2 separate regions of the Macaca mulatta genome follow, and region 1 is linked to region 2. Evidence: chromatin contacts called from public Hi-C data. All regions are on one chromosome and are shown on one strand. The core of a region is the stretch at or near the end of the contact, and the rest is flanking DNA. Distances in the headings are between cores, read along the strand shown. Region 1 holds the start of DNAAF9 (dynein axonemal assembly factor 9). Region 2 holds the start of ATRN (attractin).

What was found. A called contact is a pair of places that touch in the nucleus more often than the background predicts.
Region 1: a Hi-C map of fetal cortex germinal zone shows a contact between it and region 2, with 2.0 times the contacts expected there. The contact joins the promoter of DNAAF9 here to the promoter of ATRN in region 2. A contact is called at or near these places in 3 of 14 Hi-C or Micro-C datasets (cortical neurons, fetal cortex germinal zone and fetal cortical plate).

What each region holds. Positions count from the first base shown.
Region 1 is chr10:80,666,715-80,672,999 of T2T-MMU8v2.0, reverse strand. It overlaps DNAAF9 (dynein axonemal assembly factor 9), which reads right to left and starts at 3,256. Exons shown (of 38, transcript NM_001194506.3): 1 at 3,133-3,256. The coding sequence starts at 3,215.
Region 2 is chr10:80,592,505-80,599,669 of T2T-MMU8v2.0, reverse strand. ATRN (attractin) reads left to right here and starts at 1,398. Exons shown (of 29, transcript XM_015149430.3): 1 at 1,398-1,909. The coding sequence starts at 1,497.

The DNA.
Region 1 (6,285 bases), core at 2,007-4,506, 71 kb before region 2:
TCTTGTGTTATTGTTCCTTCGGCCCTATTTCTTCCTCAGTACTTATATCTCACCATTCTATATTATGATTTTTACTGTTATTGTCTCTTCCCATTTACAAGAGTTATTTGAGGGCAGGGGACTGCCGTATTTATCTGAATCTACAGCACCTAACACAGTACTTGTTGCATTATTTATATAAAGAAACAGTGAAATTTAAGCTATTAAAGAAGTCCCAAGCAGGAACAGATCCCTCTACAGAAAAACATTTTGAAGTAGGAAAGTATATTTCAGCTAGATTTCCACTGGTTCCTTAGCATTGGTCCAGATAGGTTAGTTTATACCTTGGTAATAATTCCAAAATCCCAGTGGTGTTTCACTTCTTGCTCAACCTACCTGTCAAGCACAGGTCACCTGGAAGCTCACTCTGGGGCCTCAACTGATGGGTGGCTGCCATTTGCAGCCCCAACAGCTACCATGACAGAAGGAAAGAGAATGGAAAACTACACAACAGAAGCTTGTACCATGAAAGGCTACACAGTATTCCCACGCATTTCACTGACCAAAAGCAACTCTCAAGGCCATACCTAACTTCAAAGAAGCAAGCAAGTACAATTCTACTACATGCTCAAGAGACAGAAACCAAAAATACCTGGTAACACTGATGACTATCACATACTTAAAGAGAAGCCTCTAATTCTGAGCAACAACATTTTAATTCTTGATCTCCATTCTCCATCTGTGAAAATGAACTACCGTGCTAGAACCATACACTTGCAGAACTATCTATGGGTCTTAGGAATGTCACTTCACCAGTTAGGTTTGCCCCTTTCATCACTCAGCAGTCAGCAGCCAAGCCATATATGGGTGACAGGAAAGTGCTAGAAACATTCAATGTCAAGAGTAAGGGAAAGGCTTGAATGGGCAAGAAAAGCACGTTCAATCATGTAGAAGTGGGGAAAGGAGGGAAGCCTTCAGCAAATTTCTTTCACCAAAGGTATTGGGCAGCTAGGCCTTGCGGTTCCTTGCACTATTCCTTGTCTGAAATCAAACAAGTTTCATTCAAACCACTTGATAGAGGATTTGGAGTGCGGGTATGATCAGTAAAGTGAGCCAGCATACTTCTGTTAACATGGAATCACTACTTTAAAAGAATAAATAAAAAGCACATGGTCATGCTATTAAAAACAAGAAAGGCAGCAGTTAAGAGACGGATTCTAAGGTAGAGATGATTTTTTTCCCCCTAAAGGTCTCAATAGACTCAAATCCAAACTCCTAAGCACAAGACGATCTGGGATAAACCTCAAGTCTACATAGAGCCTAGATTTAACGGATGGCTGTTCTAAAGTATCCTATGCAATTCAAATACTTTGCTATACAAATTCAAATACTTTGCTTCAGACAGTGAAACTGGCAGAAATGTTGCAAAGGATTGGAGATGGTTACCACAAGCAGTTAAACTTGGAACTGTAAAGCCCACAAGGAATTACATTGAAGGGCAGAGCAGGAGTTCAAAAATGTCACTTGACAGATTTCGAAGCAATTTAGGACTCCTAAATGCAATGTTTCATTGGTATCTACCTCCCATCTTCCCTATCCTTTATTTGTTCAACAAACATATATTGGACTCTGGGATGTGGAAAGGAATGCAGGGAAGTAAAAAAGAAACAGGTTTCTAAGAATCAGTTTCTTGTTCTGCAATAATTTGGTCTAGTTAAAGCAAACAACCCCAAAAAACAGATCAGCAAGCAAAGTTAAAACATATGCCTTAAGTACCATAACAAGAATATAAGAAAAGCTGTTCTAACAGGTAGACTGGCAACCTCCTTTCAAGGGAACAATACAACATTTGCTTTGCTATGTGGCCAGAATAAGAAAAAGCAAACAACAACAAAACCCTCTCCTGTTTTAATGACAGTTTAGAGGTACCAAAGCTCATGGCTCGCATTCTCTCTCTCCCTCTCCCTCTCAAAGGTCTCTGCTGCAACCCCTCCATCATTCCAACCTCCACACTGCGCCGGCGCCCCACAACAGCTCCATCACAAACAATGCCCAGACTAACAAGGTCAGCACCAAAGGCATAGGGCACAGAAATCGGAAACGGATCTTCCTATATCTAAAGGGGGCGGGGAGCCCTCCCCACGATCACCCCCTCCCCATAGCGAGGTAGCCTGGGACTGTGTCTCTACGGTAAGGGGCCCGGCGCCCGCCGCTTTCGGGGGCTCTAAGCCTCTTTCCCCTATTTACCCAGCTTTTCCTCCTGCGTCCCTAATACCTCTACTTCCTCCCAACCTGAGCTCCCTATTGTGGAGTGAGGGGGCGTCGCGATGCAGGCTGAGGCAGGGGGAGCTGGGGATACGCGTAATAGGGGAGATGCTGTCATTATGTACGTAGGGGGCGGGGGACACTCTAAGCAAGCCGTTGTCAAGGGCAAAGGCTCTAGAGACCCACGACAGGGGGCTTTCTAGGTAATCCACTTGGGGATTCTACACAAGGGAGCTACTGTGTGTGTGGAGGTGTGAGTTCTCTAGAGGTAGCAGTTTCTGGGGGAAACATTCCATGGGGAAGGCGAGTGAGTCATTTATAGGGAAGCCTCTGTGGGGTTCTGTGTAGAAGAATCTTTCCTGGGAGAAACGTTCTATGGGGGTGAGGACGTCATAACACGGTCTTCACAGAGAACTGTTGTCCATAGGGGAGCCATTGTGGGGAAACCGTTGCAGGGTTGTCTATCGGGGAGCCACCGTGGGGAAACCGTTGCAGGGTTGTCTGGGAGCCATTGTGGGGAAACCGTTGCAGGGTTGTCTATAGGGGAGCCATTGTGAGGAAACCGTTGCAGGGTTGTCTATAGGGGAGCCACTGTGGGGAAACCGTTGCAGGGGTGTCTGTAGGGGAGCCATTGTGGGGAAACCGTTGCAGGGTTGTCTGTCTGGGAGCCATTGTGGGGAAACCGTCGCAGGGTTGTCCAAAGGGGAGCCATTGTGGGGCCTCTACAGAGGGCGCCGTTCCTGGGAAAACATTTCTCCCTGAGCTGTTCAGGAAAGAACCATCCCGAGGAAGCCATGTCGCACCACGCCCTGCGGCGAGAGGCGTCGCTGGACCCCGACAGCCCGCATCCCCCGCCCGGCCGACCCTCGGCTGCCTCGCCCCGCGTACCTGACGGACGGTGACCCGCGGCTGGAGCCGCCAGGGGACCGAGCGCGGGGCAGCCCCAGCCGGCGCGGGGGGTACACGTCCATGGCGGCGGGCTGCCGGCGGCGGGCGGCGGAGGAGGACGGTGCCGCTGCGAGGGTCTCTGTGGCCCGCGGGGCGGCTCCAGGCTGGCTGCGGCCGGGCGGGGCGGCAGGGCGTGCCGGGTGGGAGGGGGCGCGGCGCGCGGGGCCCGGCGGGGGCGGGGGCGGGGGCGGGGAGGGGCGCGCGCGCACCAAGAGTGGATGGGGGCGTCGGGAGCGGCTGGAGTTGGGGGTCGGCGCACTGCCACAGGGACCCCACTTCTTAAGCGGCGACGCCGCCGGGCCGGATGTTGGGAGCGCGTGTCCGCAGGGTGAGGGTTGCCACAGCGCCGCCCTGCTTCGTCCTCAAGCCCGACATCATAAAGCGGGGCTCTGCGCGGCGCCCCCCGGCCACGCACACTGACGCGCCCGGGGGCGGAGCCTCTCCCAGCCCGGCCCCGCCCCTCCGGCTCTGCCCGCCCCGCCCCGCCTCGCCCCGCCGGGCCAGCCCACGCCTCCAGCGAAGTCTTCCGCTCCGGCTCCCGGGTCCAGCGCTCCTCCTCCGCACCCGGCTCGCTTCCCTACTCTCCGGAACGGGTGTCTTCCCGCCTCCTGCTCATCAATTCTGCACCCACCCTTCAGACGTCCGGTAGATTCCTAGCCGGCCTCGGGTTAGCATAGCAGTGCGCACCCAGCCCTGCGCAGAGCATGAGCGTTAGAGGCTCACAGGATCCCAGAAGACCCCTATAACCTTTACTGTTAAGATCCTGGCTCTACCGGTTTCTGCAGGGACATGTACAAGAAACTTGGGAAATACTTCACTGATAGTTGCAGGCGTCCTGTATATACAGGACGTATTTAATGACTATTGTCCTGCGTCCTTTGTTGACCTTGTCGGAATGCCTTAAATGTCCTATATTAATCTTTTTACAATAAATTGCAATAATTGGAGCTATTTTTCTCCCACAGTAATTGGTGCTAGATGACTTAAATTACAACACTGGCTGAAAATCCTTCCTTCACTAATGAAGATGTGGACAATCCCTATGGTGTCTCCTTCAGGTTTGTCTGAGGGAAGACCAGAAGGGAGTAGGAATTTAAAGTGCTTGTCTTTCATATTCAAGAAAGCAAAATACTTTTTTAGCTCAAGTCCGGAGCCGTGAAGAAATAACCACTGTTATTTAGAGATCACTTCTCGTCGGTGCAACAGCTCTGAAAATCAGCCAATCAGCGATAGCCTCACTCCGGTAACTATGCTTCTTAGTAAATCAATGACTACCTCACGCTTCTGAAAGTCAGCCAATCAGTGACTGCTCTAGGCCTGCGACAATAGCCAATCAACAAGTGCCTGATACCAGCGACCAGGCTTCGGAAAGTCAGTGGGTATTCAACTGCCGCACTCCAGTATCCACACACACAGCCGAGTCAGTCACTCGCTCCACACTTCTGCTTGGGAAAGACAGCCAATCCCTGAAGGCGAATGTTTCCAAAACCATTTTCTTTTCTTTCCCAGACTGAGTCTCATTCTGTCGCCCAGGCTGGAGTGCAGTGGTGCGATCTCGGCTCACTGCAACCTCTGTCTCCCGGGTGCAAGCGATTCTCCTACCTCAGCCCACCGAGTAGCTGGGACTATAGGCTCCCGCCACCACGCCCGGCTCATTTTTGTATTTTTAGTAGAGACGGGGTTTTGCCATGTTGGCCAAGCTGGTCTCAACTCTTGACCTCAGGTGATCCGCCTGCCTTGGCCTCTCAAAGTGCTGGGATTACAGGCCTGAGCCACCCCGCGCCTGGCCTTTTTTAAAGCTCCTTTTTTTTCTCTTTTTTTTTTCTTTTTTCTTTTTTTTTTTTTTTGAGACAGAGTCTTGCTCTGTTGCTCAGGCTGGAGTGCAGTGGCACGATCTCCGCTCACTGCAACCTCTGCCTCCTGGTTCAAGCGATTCTTGTGCCTCAGCTTCCCAGGTAGCTGGGATTACAGGCCTGTGCCACCACGCCTGGCTAATTTTTTGTATTTTTAGTGGAGACAGGGTTTCGCCGTGTTGGCCGGGCTGGTCTTGAACTCCTGGCCTCAAGTGATTCGCCAGCCTTGGCCTGCCAAAGTGCTGGGATTACAGGCGTGAACCGCGCCCGGCCTTCAAAACCTTTTATAAGATTAGCTCTGGCTTTGTTCAGAGAGGCTGTACCTTACAAGTACAGCTGTCCCTTGCAAGCAGAGAAGAAATTCACTTTTTTAAACATCAGCTATTGAGTTCAATTTATTGTTTTCTCCGAGTTCAAAGTTCACAGCTCAAGATTCAATTCCCAGTTACCATTTGGTATGAGTTTGGACTTATGACAGACGCAATGACACCATCATGAGATTTATCAAATACAATTCTCTCAATTCTTTCTATGCTTGCAGTGATCAGTTTTTTAGCTCAAGTCCAGAGTCATGAACAAGTAACGACCATTATTTAGAGATAACTTCCCATCGGTGCAAAAGCTCTGAAAATCAGCTCTAAAAACAATTCAACGGTGCTGGACGTGGTGATGCACGCCTGCAGTCCCAGCACTTTGGGAGGCTAAGATGAGTGGATTTCTTGAGCCCAAGAGTTTGAGACCAGCCTGGGCAACATGGCAAAACCTCATCTCTCTCTATATATGTATTTGTGTATATATATTTATATATATATATTTGTTTATTTATAATATATATTATATTTATATAATATATGTACAAAATATATTTCATATATGCGCACACACACAAATTGGCCAGGCATAGTGGCATGTGTCTGTAGACCCAACTACTCAGGAGACTGAGTTGGGAGGATCGATTGAGCCTGGGAGGTCTAGGATGCAGTGAGTTGAGATCAGGCCACTGCACTCCAACATGGAGGACAGAGTGAGACCCTGTCTCAAAAAAAAAAAAATGAGTATAGGCACAGATTTGTGCAACCACCACCACAATCAATTTTAGAACATTTTTGTCAATCCAACAGGAAAATCCTGTACCTGTTAGCAGTCATTCCCCATTTCTCCCCAACCACCCTAGCCCTAGAAAACCACTAACCTTTTAATTTGCCTATTCTGGACATTTCATGTTATCAGAGTCATTCAA
Region 2 (7,165 bases), core at 149-2,648:
CTCTGTCCCCCAGGCTAGAGTGCAGTGGCGTGATCTCGGGTCACTGCAACCTCTGCCTCCCGGATTCAAGCGACTCTCCTGAGTAGCTGGGATTACAGGTGCGTGCCACCACGCCCGGCTAATTTTGTATTTTTAGTAGAGACAGGATTTCACCATGTTGGTCAGGGTGGTCTCGAACTCCTGACCTCGTGATCTGCCCACCTCAGCCTCCCAAGGTGCTGGGATTACAGACGTGAGCCACCGTGCCCGGCCAAGTTTGCCAGATCTTTTTTAAGCTGAGAGTTAGAACCAAGACATTGCCACTCCTACCACCTTCTTCTGTTGGTGAAGCTGAATCACGGTTTCTTATGGTCTCAATCATGACCCAGTCCAGATTCCAGGGTCAAAACCATAAAAGGCTACATTGATGGAAGACATGTCTCATTGAGGGACGCCAGAGTAACAACTACCAGACAAGAAGGGGCAGGTCTATGGGAGCCCCAGTTCCTAATTCTATGTTGCCCTCTCTTCAGAGAAGATGGTTGGAGGGCAAATTGTGGGGAGCAAGGTAACTCCAAACTTTTACAGAATTAAAGGTAGGGGGTCTGGTCAGCTACAGTCCGTCTGTTATCAAGAGGCCTGGCTGTGTGTCTTCAGTCTATTAGGCATTTACTGAGCACAGCCTACATACCAGGTTCTTCATTTTCTGACACAGGGTCTTGTTTTGTTGCCCAGGCTGGAGTGCAGTGCTGCGACTGCAGCTCACTGCAGCCTTGACCTCTCCAAGCTCAAGCGATCCTCCTGCCTCAGCCTCTCGAGTAGCTGGGGCTACAGGCGCGCACCACCACGCTCGGATAATTTTTCTGTTTTTGGTAGAGACAGGGTCTCACCCTGTTGGCCAGGCTGGTCTCGGATCCCAGAGCTAAGTGATCCGCCTGCCTCGGTTTCCCAAAGTGCTGGGATTACAGGCGTAAGCCTCCGCGCCCGGCCTATGCCCAGTTCTACATGTGTTCTTTCTTTACTCCTGTGTTACAGAGGCTCGAATGAGGCCTGACTTCTACAGTACCGCACCCAGCACCACACCGCGACCGACGTAGCCTCCTGTGCTCTTTCTGTCCGGCAGCTGGAGTTGGGGTAAAGCGCCGGGTCTCTTGGAGGGCAACACTCAACGCGGTCGGCTCCTAGGCATCCAGTGGGGCTGCAACCCCGCCGCCGGGGGCGACAGGCGAAGGTGAAAACCTAGAGCTGGCACAGCGCAGCCGGGTTTCAGCTGGTTCTAGAGTCCACGTCAGAAGACCGCGCCCGGCGCCGCGCGCGCCGGAGATCACTGTCTGCGCCCCGGCACGCACGGACTCGCGCACGCGCGCGCCGGCCCCGCCTACCGCCCCGCTGTGGTCCCCGTGTGGACCGCGCGAGCCACCGTCCGCACAGCCCCGCCCCGCACGGCCAGGCGAAGCGGAGCCGGCCGTGCGGTGTGTGTGTATGTGTTCGCGGGGCGCCGTCTCAGCCCCGGGAAGATGGTGGCTGCAGCGGCGGCGACTGAGGCAAGGCTGAGGAGGAGGACGGCGGCTACGGCAGCGCTCGCGGGCAGGAGCGGCGGGCCGCATCGGGACTGGGACGTGACCAGGGCTGGGAGGCCGGGGCTGGGGGCCGGGCTGCGCCTTCCGCGGCTGCTGTCGCCGCCGCTGCGGCCGCGGCTGCTGCTACTGCTGTTGTTGCTCTCGCCGCCGCTGCTCCTGCTGCTGCTGCTGCCCTGCGAGGCCGAGGCCGCGGCGGCGGCGGCGGCGGTGTCGGGCTCAGCCGCAGCCGAGGCCAAGGAATGTGACCGGCCCTGTGTCAACGGCGGCCGCTGCAACCCTGGCACCGGCCAGTGCGTCTGCCTCGCCGGCTGGGTGGGCGAGCAATGCCAGCACTGCGGGGGCCGCTTCAGGTGAGTGGCGGGTGGTGTGGGAGGCTGGGGCTAAGGGGCGTTCGAGACAGCTCCAGGCCAGAGGCAGATGCTGGACAGAAAGTGGAGAGGGTAGGGCCGCCCCATGGGGTTTGAGGGCCATTTGCTTCCGAGGAGATCATCGTCTCTGGCCTGGGGTCTTCCTCTGTTGGAAGGTGAAAAAGTGTGGGGCAAGGGTCGGGGCACTCCGACGGTATTTGTGTGCTTGGGTTAGATTGGAAGAGTGCTGAGGGACCCAAAGAGCATCAAAGCCGATCGCTCTAAAACTCGGCCTGTTTCAACTAAATGAGGTATCCAAGGAAAGGTGAGCTAGCCAGGTTTGCTTAAACACTTCCTTTTAACATCCACATGTGCCCTAGGACCCGATGAGTTCCCCGATGCACTGGAGATGTGGGGTGCTCTGAAGAAACAGGGCCCTGGAAATGCTTTGTTGGCTGGAGATAAAAGGGAAAGGGTAGCATTGTAAGATATTAGAGATGTAAGGACCAATGGTCCTTCTAAAGGAAAGTGAGGGAACTAGTCTTTTGGCAAAAGCTCACTGGAGGTGGCAGATTGGAACAGGGTCTGTGGTGAAGAGGGAATGGAAGGAGATTCCTATTTGCCTTGGTTTCTGGACAATATGAAGTTCTGAATTGGCCTGGTTTGGGGCAGTTCCTCTTGGAGAAATCAATAAATTAATTAGCAGTTACCTGTTATTTGCTTCAGTTGTGCAAGGATTTTCCAGATAATACAGACAAATAGATTAGCCAGACTTTGGCCTTGTCCACAGGGAGTTTGGAATATAGCAAGAGAAAGATAACTTACGCACATAACCCTAGTCATAAGGGTTATAGAGTCATTCATGCGTTTGGCAGGTGTTTAGTTTACTGGACACATGTCTGATGTGGGGGAGTGGGGAAATGTGAACAAGACAGACAGGGCCCCTGCTCTCATCCATCTTAACATTCTAGTGGGAGCAACAGGCACTTAACAAGTAAATGAGAGAAATGAACATGCTAATTTCAGGTAATGGTAAATGCTATCAAGAAAATAAAAACAGCATGGTCTGATAGAGAATTATAACCCGTGGTGACTTTTGGAGAAGGTTCTCATTTGAAATGACATTTGATCTGAGACCTGAATGAGGCAATGGGGAGCCTGTGGGAATTCAGGGATGGAGAGGTTGTGGCTAGCTGGAGGGATGCAAGGAGGACTTTGAGGAGGTGATAACATTAGATTTGAGCATTTAAGATTAAGTAGGATTTGGAAATGTGGAGCTAGAAAAAAATTACAGATGGAAAGAAGGGTGCAAACAAAGTTGTGGAGGCTGGAAAGTAAACTTTTGCTGCTGCCTATATGGAAGAGAGTTGTGAGAGAGGAGTTTGGAATAACAAAATCGTAGACTTAGGTAATGTTAGGTCTTCTAAGGAACTCAGAGAACGTTGAGCAGATGAGCTCTTTAGTTTTATGGATGGAGAAACCAAGTGACTTCAGGATCACTATGCAGTGAAGCTGCTTTTGTAACTTAGGGTGTTCCGATTTATGAATTTCATTAATCTACATGTATTTGTTGAGGGCTCCTGTGTTTTAAGTTGTGAGATACAGTGGTATGCAAGACAGGCACAGTCCTGCTCTTATGGAGCTCATATTCCAGCTTGGGAGTAAAAAAATCCAACAAAAATTTTATTGTAATTTTGTTTAAGGCTGTGGAGGTAAAGAACAGGAGACAAACAGAGGTCTTGACTTAGTCTGGGGGTAATGTAAGTCACTGAGGAAGTGATGTGAAGTCTAAGGGGTGAGATGGTACTACCTACGTGAGGGGTGGGGTGCTGAGGGGCCAGCAGGTACAGAGGCTTGGGGATGAAGGGGATGATGGCAGCCTGGATGGAAGACCAGGTGGCAGGAGCAGAGAGAGCAAAGGGGAGCTTGACAAGACTGGAGAGAAAGGCAGAAGCCAGGCCAAGTGGAGATCTGTAGGTTGGATTGAGAATTTTGACCTTTAGCCCAAGAGCTGTGAAATGGCGTAGTTCACTCCTATTTTCATGACATTATAGGCTTTTAGATTGGAGCCAGAATACAAATGGCCTTGAAGGGAGGCCAGGGCATTTTCAATTTGAGAAGCTTCCAAGATCAGGTGAGTGGATGGTTGAGTCAGAAGAGGATCCTTCAAGTTCTGAAAGTCTGGGACACAGTAGTAGGCAGTGGGGACCCACAATGTGGGAAGGGGACTTCATAGCAAGATCAATCTGTAATGTTCAGAGTAGGTTGACTCACTTTGGGCATGAGAAATAGTGGGTAGCTAGGTGGGATCTGTTGGCATGGGTCAGAGCAGTGGTAATGAGAGCTTGTGGTATTGTAGAGGTGAAATGGACAAGTCTTCCCTGTGAATTGGTTTGCTCTTGGAAAGGTGGGGGATGGTGAGGGAAAGAAAACTAGATCCTATCTTGGGTGATAGATTGGACAATGATACCTTTAACAGACACAGGGACACAGGAGCAGGTGTTAGACATTTAATTGCACACATGCCGAGTTTAGGGTGCTCTCAGAGTACACACCTGGCAGATGTTAAGTTTGGAGTCGTTGACCTATGAGGGAGATTGCCAGGGAGCTCTCTCTGAGAGTCCACATGGAAAGCCCAGAGGATTGGAGAAGAGCTACTTGTTGCAGGGAACAGGCAGTCCTGACAATGGTTGTCTCAGATGGTGTCACAGATGAGTGAAGGGACTCCCCTGCTTATTGTGGACATTCCCTTTGAGGTGATTCTAGGTGATGTCAGTGCTGTTTCCTGGGTAGACAATTATGACTTTGGTCCTGATGATACCATTATATTTTGTGGGCTTCGGGATTTTGCATTTTTAAAAATGAAAGTAGGAGGAACTTATGACTCTGGTCTTTTAAAAAAACTCAATAGGCCGGGCACGGTGGCTCACACCTGTAATCCCAGCACTTTGGGAGGCTGAGGCAGGCGGATCATGAGGTCAGGAGATCAAGACCATCCTGGCTAACACGGTGAAACCCCGTCTCCACTAAAAATACAAAAAATTAGCCGGGCGTGGTGGCGGGTGCCTGTCGTCCCAGCTACTCTGGAGGCTGAGGCGGGAGAATGGCGTGAACCCGGGAGGCAGAGCTTGCAGTGAGCTGAGGTCGCACCACTGCACTCCAGCCTGGGCGACAGAGCGAGACTCCGTCTCAAAAAAAACCCAAAAAAACAAAAAAAATAAAAAAATTTTAGTCAAGGGTGGGCACGGTAGCTCATGCCTGTAATCCCAGCACTTTGGAGGCTGAGGCGGGTGGATCAAGAGGTCAGGAGTTGAGATCAGCTTGGTCAACATAGTGAAATCCTGTCTCTACTGAAAATACAAAAAATTACCTGGGCGTGGTGGCAGGTGCCTGTAATCCCAGCTACTCAGGAGGCTGAGGCAGGAGAATCACTTAAAACTGGGAAGCGGAGGTTGCAGAGCGCCGAGGTTGTGACGTTGCACTCCAGACCGGGCGATGGTGTGAGACTCCATCTCAAAAAAAAAAAAAAATTTTAGTCGAAGTATTCTTTTGGGGGCAAGAGTGAAATGTTGGTTTTGGTTACAGTGGTTTGTATTTTGATTTAACTTACAAACTTCTTTGTTATTAAAAGACATTAAATGAATACCTTTCTGATTTAGAATGGCATCAAGTTGGAGTGTTTTCTGAGCTTTTTAGTCCTGTAAATCCTGTGTTATAATTGCCATTATAGGGTTTTTTCATTAATTGAAGGGAACATAGGCTAACAAGGAGTGGATTTCCCTAAGGTTATCACTGAGTGCATACTATGTGCCACAGAGCATTTTCATGTACATTGTATTATTTAATCCTCAGGACAACTCTCAGGGTGTTGTATAAAATTTACATTATTGAATTATTGTCATTAGTAACATTTTTTCTAAATAAAAGATGACATATAGTTGTATATATGTATGTGTGTGTGTGTATATATATCATGTCATGTATATATATACACATATATATGTATGTGTATATATATTTATTTTTTTGGAGTCAAGGGTCTCCCTTTGTTGCCCAGGATGGAATGCAGTGGCATGATTATGGCTCACTGCAGCCTCAACCTCCTGGGCTCAAGCAGTCCTCCTCTGTCAGCCTCCCATGTAGCTGGGACCACAGGCACATGCCAACACACCCAGCTAACTTATTTTTGTGTGTGTGGTAGTGAGGAGCTCTCACTTTGTTGCCCAGGTTGATCTCAAACTCCTGGGCTCAAGTGATCCTTCTGCCTCTGCCCTGCAAAGTGTCGGGATTATAGGTGTGAGCTACCACACCCAGCCACTACTATTATTACTGTATGTGCTGGGCACAAAACAGATGTCTGATAAATGCTTATTGCCTTTCTTTTTTTTCCTACAGAAGGTACATCCTAACATTTTCAGGCTCAGTCCAATTCACCAGATTATTCTATTCAATTCTCCCAAACATTTTCTATAGCAGGAACTTAAAATAATTGAATGCACATTAAATTCAAAATTCAAAAACGAGCTTAATTTATCTTATGGGCATATTTATCTTTTGAAGAAAAATTACACTGGTGACATTACAAGTAGAAAAAAATGATCACTGAATTATGAAGATTCACGTAAGAATGAATGAAAGTGGTACTGCCTTAGAAATCACACACCAAAGATTCTATAGGTATTTTTATTAAACTGACATCCTTTAACTTATCCTTTAAAATTAGTCATTTCTATGTCATCTTTTATTTAGAAAAAATGACGTCATGTCATATCATGTCAATTGCATATTATTTCTAATAGGCAGCTGACATGATATATATATACACACACACACATACACACTTATGTATATACACATATATACACATATATAGGTGTATATATGTGTGTGTGTGTATGCGTGTGTATATATATATATATCATGTCAACTGCCTATTAGAAATAACTCCCTTTGGTCCTTAGAGTGAAGTTATTCCCATTTCACAGATGAGTAAACTTGGATGTACTGAATAACTTGTCCAAGGTCACAGAAGTTGTGCACAATTGGGATTTGAACTCAGGGTTGTCTAATGCCCAAACCTGTGTTCTTTTTATTGTACCATTTGGCGTCTCATTTTTTTTCTGAGTCCAATCACTCTTTATGAACGTTCTTTAAAGAACTGACCTAATTCCAACAAACACTTTGAGAAACAAAGGAAGGAAAATAGATTTTTACAGTAGGAAAGCTAACATTTTAAAATCTTAAATTCACTTGAATCTC